Regions from separate parts of the Mus musculus genome. Here region 1 is linked to region 2. A link is a contact called in public Micro-C data. All regions are on one chromosome and are shown on one strand. The core of a region is the stretch at or near the end of the contact, and the rest is flanking DNA. Distances in the headings are between cores, read along the strand shown.

The links. Hi-C and Micro-C count contacts between places; a contact is called where the count stands out from the background.
Region 1: a Micro-C map of embryonic stem cells shows a contact between it and region 2, with 5 times the contacts expected there. The contact joins the promoter of Kcnq4 here to the promoter of Foxd2 in region 2. A contact is called at or near these places in 2 of 39 promoter capture datasets (cranial neural crest and embryonic stem cells) and 1 of 484 Hi-C or Micro-C datasets (embryonic stem cells).

Annotation. Positions count from the first base shown.
Region 1 is chr4:120,746,098-120,748,871 of GRCm38.p6, reverse strand. It overlaps Kcnq4 (potassium voltage-gated channel, subfamily Q, member 4), which reads left to right and starts at 1,473. Exons shown (of 14, transcript NM_001081142.3): 1 at 1,473-2,012. The coding sequence starts at 1,696.
Region 2 is chr4:114,907,503-114,910,202 of GRCm38.p6, reverse strand. Foxd2 (forkhead box D2) reads left to right here and starts at 1,305. Exons shown (of 1, transcript NM_008593.3): 1 at 1,305-2,700. The coding sequence starts at 1,382. It overlaps Foxd2os (forkhead box D2, opposite strand), which reads right to left and starts at 946. Exons shown (of 4, transcript NR_030721.2): 1 at 545-946.

The DNA.
Region 1 (2,774 bases), core at 224-2,723, 5.8 Mb before region 2:
AGGTAGCTTGGGAACTTCGAATCCTACCCACCCTCACGGTCCATAGCCCTCCCTCCAGCCCTCCCGCTCTGGCGCTCAGCAGATCAATGCTGCCTTTGCTGACAGCTGAGAATCGAGCTTGCAGCCCGCCCCCCCCTTCCAGCTAGCTGTGTCCCCCGAGATCCTCCCCGAGGAGTGAAGAAGAGTTTGCTGCGGAAGCGCTTCACCCTGGGGCAGGGCCTGCGGAGGGAGCGGGAGCGTCTGGTTTGGCCATCGCTTTAGGCTGGGGAAGAAGGAAGGAGGGCCAGCAAACCCGAATCATCACCTAGTACACGGTCAGGAGGGCGAGGGAAAAGGGGCCAGACAGCTCACAGCGGAGACGGAGGTCAGGCACCGAGAACTTTTTGCTGGAGAGGGGTGCTCCTAGAGAAAGTCCTGGTGGGGTGCTATAGGCCTTTGGGAGTGCTCTGTCCGTTCCCCTAATACTGGCCCCTAGTACGTTTATTTCTATACTTCTATCTGCCCTAAACAAGCTTTTCTGGGCTAGAGTGGGAGAAGGGGGTGGCGGGTGTGAATCCCACGGAGCGGAGATGGAGTGGGGAGATGAGGGCAGGTACGTAATCAGGGAGGGAGCGTCCCCTCTGCTCAGGGTGATCAACTGGGGTCTCCTCCTTCATCAACAAGACGGGAGGAGAGACGCATCTGGGCACAACTGTGAGCTACACCACCCCACACATCTCTCGATAGCTGTAGGGCACCGGGCCCTTCAAGTAACAACAGCAGGAGGAACGGAAGCTGCTGTCCCAACTTCACTCGGCCCTCAGCGCATTTTAAACACCCTGCACTAGAAACCGAGGGCACGACCCGACGGGCACACCTCCTCGCTTACATTACCCATCGCGCTGTACTGCCCGGTTCTGCACACTCTTCTGTACTCTCATCCATCTATCTATCCACCCACCCACCCACCCACCCATCCATCCATCCATCCACCCACTCACTCTGAACCCACGCAGACCCACGGCTGGCTAGCCAACTCTCACAAGTAGGCACTTCTCTGGACACAAACACCTCCACTCTACAATGTAAGTGTCCCTCGAGCTACCGCGGCCACAACTCCACACTCCACGCTCCACTTTCCACAACCACTCACCAGGCGTCCCAACCTCCCTCCCCAGAGCGGGCCACCAGGGCCACACCACTCGTACACGCCCGGCCTCGGGGCCCGGCGCGCTGCCCGCGCCACGCGCTCGGGGCCGGGACACACCGACTGGGCGGACCGCGCGCCCTGCTCCGCCGCGTCCGACCCGGGTCCCCCTCCCGGTGCTCTTCTCTCTCGCTCCCTCCCCGATTTGGGAAGGCGGCCGCGGGGCGGGCGGGGGAGGGGCGGGGCGGGGCGGGGGAGGGTGACATGTGAGCGGCGCGCCGGCGGCAGGTGGAAAGGCGAGCGGCATGGAGCGCGTAATAAGAGAGTTGGAGTCGGAAAGAGCCGCCCCAGTCGCCGGGGAAGCGGGCGGTCAGTACGGGCTCCCGCGGCCCCGAGGCTCCGAGCGACCGCCTCCGGACCCCGCACGGACCCGGCCTGGTCCCTAGCCCCCGCCGCCTGCGTGCGCGCCCAGGGTCGCCTCGCCGGCCCGGGGTTCGAGCCATGCGACTCTGAGCCGCCCGAGCGCGCCCCCGCCCCGCAACGCCCCGGTCCCCCGTCCGGCGCCGCCCATGGCCGAGGCCCCCCCGCGCCGCCTCGGCCTGGGCCCCCCGCCCGGGGACGCCCCCCGCGCGGAGTTGGTGGCGCTCACGGCCGTGCAGAGTGAACAGGGCGAGGCGGGCGGGGGCGGCTCTCCGCGTCGCCTCGGCCTTCTGGGCAGCCCCCTGCCGCCGGGCGCGCCCCTCCCTGGGCCGGGCTCCGGCTCGGGCTCCGCCTGCGGCGGCCAGCGCTCCTCCGCCGCGCAGAAGCGCTACCGCCGCCTGCAGAACTGGGTCTACAACGTGCTGGAGCGGCCCCGCGGGTGGGCCTTCGTCTACCACGTCTTCATGTAAGTTGGAGCCCCCGCACCCCTTGACGTGCCCCGGCTCTGACCCCGCATGAGCCAGACTCCTTGGGGACCGCCACCCCGCGCTGGCTCCACCTCTCTATCCTATTGCCCCGGGGCAGACCCTCACTCAGTTCCCCTCTTGGGCCTGTGCCCCCTTTTCGGTCTCCCAGCCTGACCTAACCCCTGATCTCCCAGCCTTGACCCCTGTTGCCCTGGCGTCTAACCTCTTCTGCCTGCTCTCCTTACTTTCATCCTGATCGCAGAGCCCCACTGCTCTGATCCGTCATTCAGCTTCTTGCTCTTCTCTGCTTTACCAAGTCCGAAGCCGCTAAAGTGGGACTCTCCTTATCTTTTGTTCACCTCACCCTCCCTGTGTCCCAGACACAGAAGACCCTAGCCCCTACATTATTTTTCTCCCCTCAGGCTCTGTAGTTATGTTGTGCTCCCACCTGGTCCCCTTGGAGATTTCTCTCTTCAGAGACAGGCTGTACCCAGATCAGGGCTGTCTAGGGTCCCTATGGCTCTGACAGGCCTGTGTGCTGTTTCCAACTTTATCCGTGTCTTCTTTAGTCTTGCTCCGCACCCTCAACTTCGAAGTACCCAAGGCAGCAGGCTGCCCTGCCTGCCCTGCCCTGTCCTGCCTTGCCCTGAAGGCTGGGCCCAGCTCTCCTGCCTTGCTGGCCAGCTGTACTAGGCCTGGCTCTGAGCATGGGGAAAAAGAAAGAAGAGAGGGGTATGTTTGGAAACAATGCCGCTGTGGGG
Region 2 (2,700 bases), core at 56-2,555:
CAGCCCCAAGAGGTTGAAATGGGCTCAGTATAAACCTGAGCAACTTGTTTCTGGGTCCTAGAGGAAGAGTAGGGAAGAGGGATAAAGATGGGCAAAAGAATCTGGCTAGCAGAAAAAGCATACTGGACCAACCTTCTGTGGAGAAAGTCCCCAGATAAAAGGGCAACACTGGCCCAGGGATGAGGTTAAGTTTCTTCGGGGGGACATCTCCGTGAGAGTTCTGTTGTAAGAGTCTCTAAATCCGGAAATTAAGAGCGGGATTGTTAGACTTAGGAACAAACATCCAGGAAAACTCAGTTTCCGCAGGATATGCACGGGGGTCAAGAGAGACAATTATAAAGATTGAGATGCTGAGACAAAAAAAAAAAAAAAAAAAAAAAAATCAATCCTGCAAACCCAAGCTAAGGACCTGTGGGTGTGCGGAGAATGCGGCGAATGCGGAGACGAATCACTAAGAGGAGTGAGAGCAGACGGTCTTCCTGGGGACAGTGGCAGGGCCAGGGCCTTGGAGGGGAAAGAGAGGACCACCGCAGACATTTCTCACCTATCTGAGTAGGATCTTCCGGCGCCCGAGTTTGTTCCTCTGGATCACTCTCTTCACTTGTCCTCCAGAACTCCCTTAGCCTCCAGTAGGTCCTTGTCCGCGGCGTCGGTCTGGCCATCTCGGCTCACTGGCGATCCATCCGCGCTTCGGCCCGGGTGGCCCGGGCGCCGCCTTGGGGAGATGAGGAGAGGAGGTTTGTAGCCACTGCCACCACCAGATGCAGCTGCGCCGGCATAAGCTTTGACTTCCAGTAACTGAGCGCACTGAAGGTGGTGGTGGCTCCAGGGAGCCACGGGGTTGCGGGAGCTGCGAGGAGAAGGATGACCCGCCTCCAGCCAAGCGAGCCTAGCTCCCGCCACCGCGGCAGTTTGTTCCCGCCGGGCCCGGGAGCAGAGGACCTCTGCCCGCCCCCTTCCTTCCCCGCCCCACCCTGCCCAGAGAGCTCCGCCCCGGGCCCACAGTTCTTCCGCCTTAGGCTGCCACCAGGCGGGAGGGACTAATCTCCTGAAGCCCCACTTATGTGTCTAGGGGCCCAGAAGCCCAGATTCGACCGAGTAACGGGCTGCTTTACTGCTCTTCTCCAGTGCCTGGTTTTCTAGTCCCGGGGCAGCACCGGTTGGGTGCGCCCTGCAGGGTGAAAGTCCTAGAGTTTCAACACCAGGGGGCGCTGAGGAGCTAGGGGACATCCCCTCCCTGTCCTCCGCCCCCTCCCCGCCCGCGCGCAAAACACACTGGTCGGAGAGGCAGCACGGCGGAGCCGGAGCCGCGGGCCGAGCGGAGCCGGAGAGCGGCGGCGGAGGAGGCGGCGGAGGAGGCGGCGGCGGCGGCGGCGGCACCATGACCCTGGGCAGCTGCTGCTGCGAGATCATGTCCTCCGAGAGCTCCCCGGCCGCGCTGTCTGAGCCCGACGCAGACATAGACGTGGTGGGCGGCGGCAGCGGTGGGGGGGAGCTCACAGCCCGCTCCGGGCCCCGCGCCCCTCGGGACGTGCTCCCTCACGGCCACGAGCCTCCCCCGGAGGAAGCCGAGGCGGACGTGGCTGAGGACGAGGAAGAGTCGGGAGGTTGCTCTGACTGCGAGCCCCGCGCTCTAGCGCCCCGGGGGGCGGCGGCCGCAGCGGGAAGCCCGGGGCCCGGCGTGCAGGCAGCCCGAGGCGCAACGGGGCCGGGGCCGGGACCCGGGCCGCCGTCGGGGGGCGCGGCGACACGGAGCCCTCTGGTGAAACCACCTTATTCGTACATCGCCCTCATCACCATGGCCATCCTGCAGAGCCCCAAGAAGCGCCTGACGCTGAGCGAGATCTGCGAGTTCATCAGCGGCCGCTTCCCCTACTACCGGGAGAAGTTCCCTGCCTGGCAGAATAGCATCCGCCACAACCTCTCCCTCAACGACTGCTTCGTTAAGATCCCCCGCGAGCCGGGCAACCCGGGCAAGGGCAACTACTGGACGCTCGACCCGGAGTCGGCCGACATGTTCGACAACGGCAGTTTCCTGCGGCGCCGCAAGCGCTTCAAGCGGCAGCCTCTGCCGCCACCGCATCCACACCCGCATCCTCACCCGGAGCTGCTGTTGCGTGGCGGGGCTGCCGCGGCCGGGGACCCTGGCGCCTTCCTCTCGAGCTTCGCCGCTTACGGCGCTTACGGCTACGGCTACGGGCTGGCGCTCCCGGCCTACGGTGCACCTCCACCGGGCCCGGCCCCACACCCGCATCCGCACCCGCACGCCTTCGCCTTCGCCGCCACCGCGCCTTGCCAGCTGTCAGTTCCCCCGGGCCGCGCCGCGGCGCCTCCTCCCGGACCTCCGACGGCCTCGGTCTTCGCAAGCGCGGCCTCGGCGCCGGCCCCTGCGCCTGCCCCGGGATCTGGCCCGAGCCCCGCAGGGCTGCCTGCCTTCCTAGGCGCAGAGCTGGGTTGCGCCAAGGCTTTCTACCCCGCGTCCTTGAGTCCCCCCGCAGCTGGCACAGCGGCTAGCCTGTCCACTGCACTCCTGCGTCAGGGCCTCAAGACGGACGCCGGCGGTGGTGCGGGTGGCGGGGGCGCGGGGACAGGCCAGAGGCCTTCCTTTTCTATAGACCACATCATGGGCCACGGTGGTGGCGGGGCCGCACCCCCGGGCAGCGGCGACGGTTCTCCGGGATCGCCATTCGCCGCAGCCGC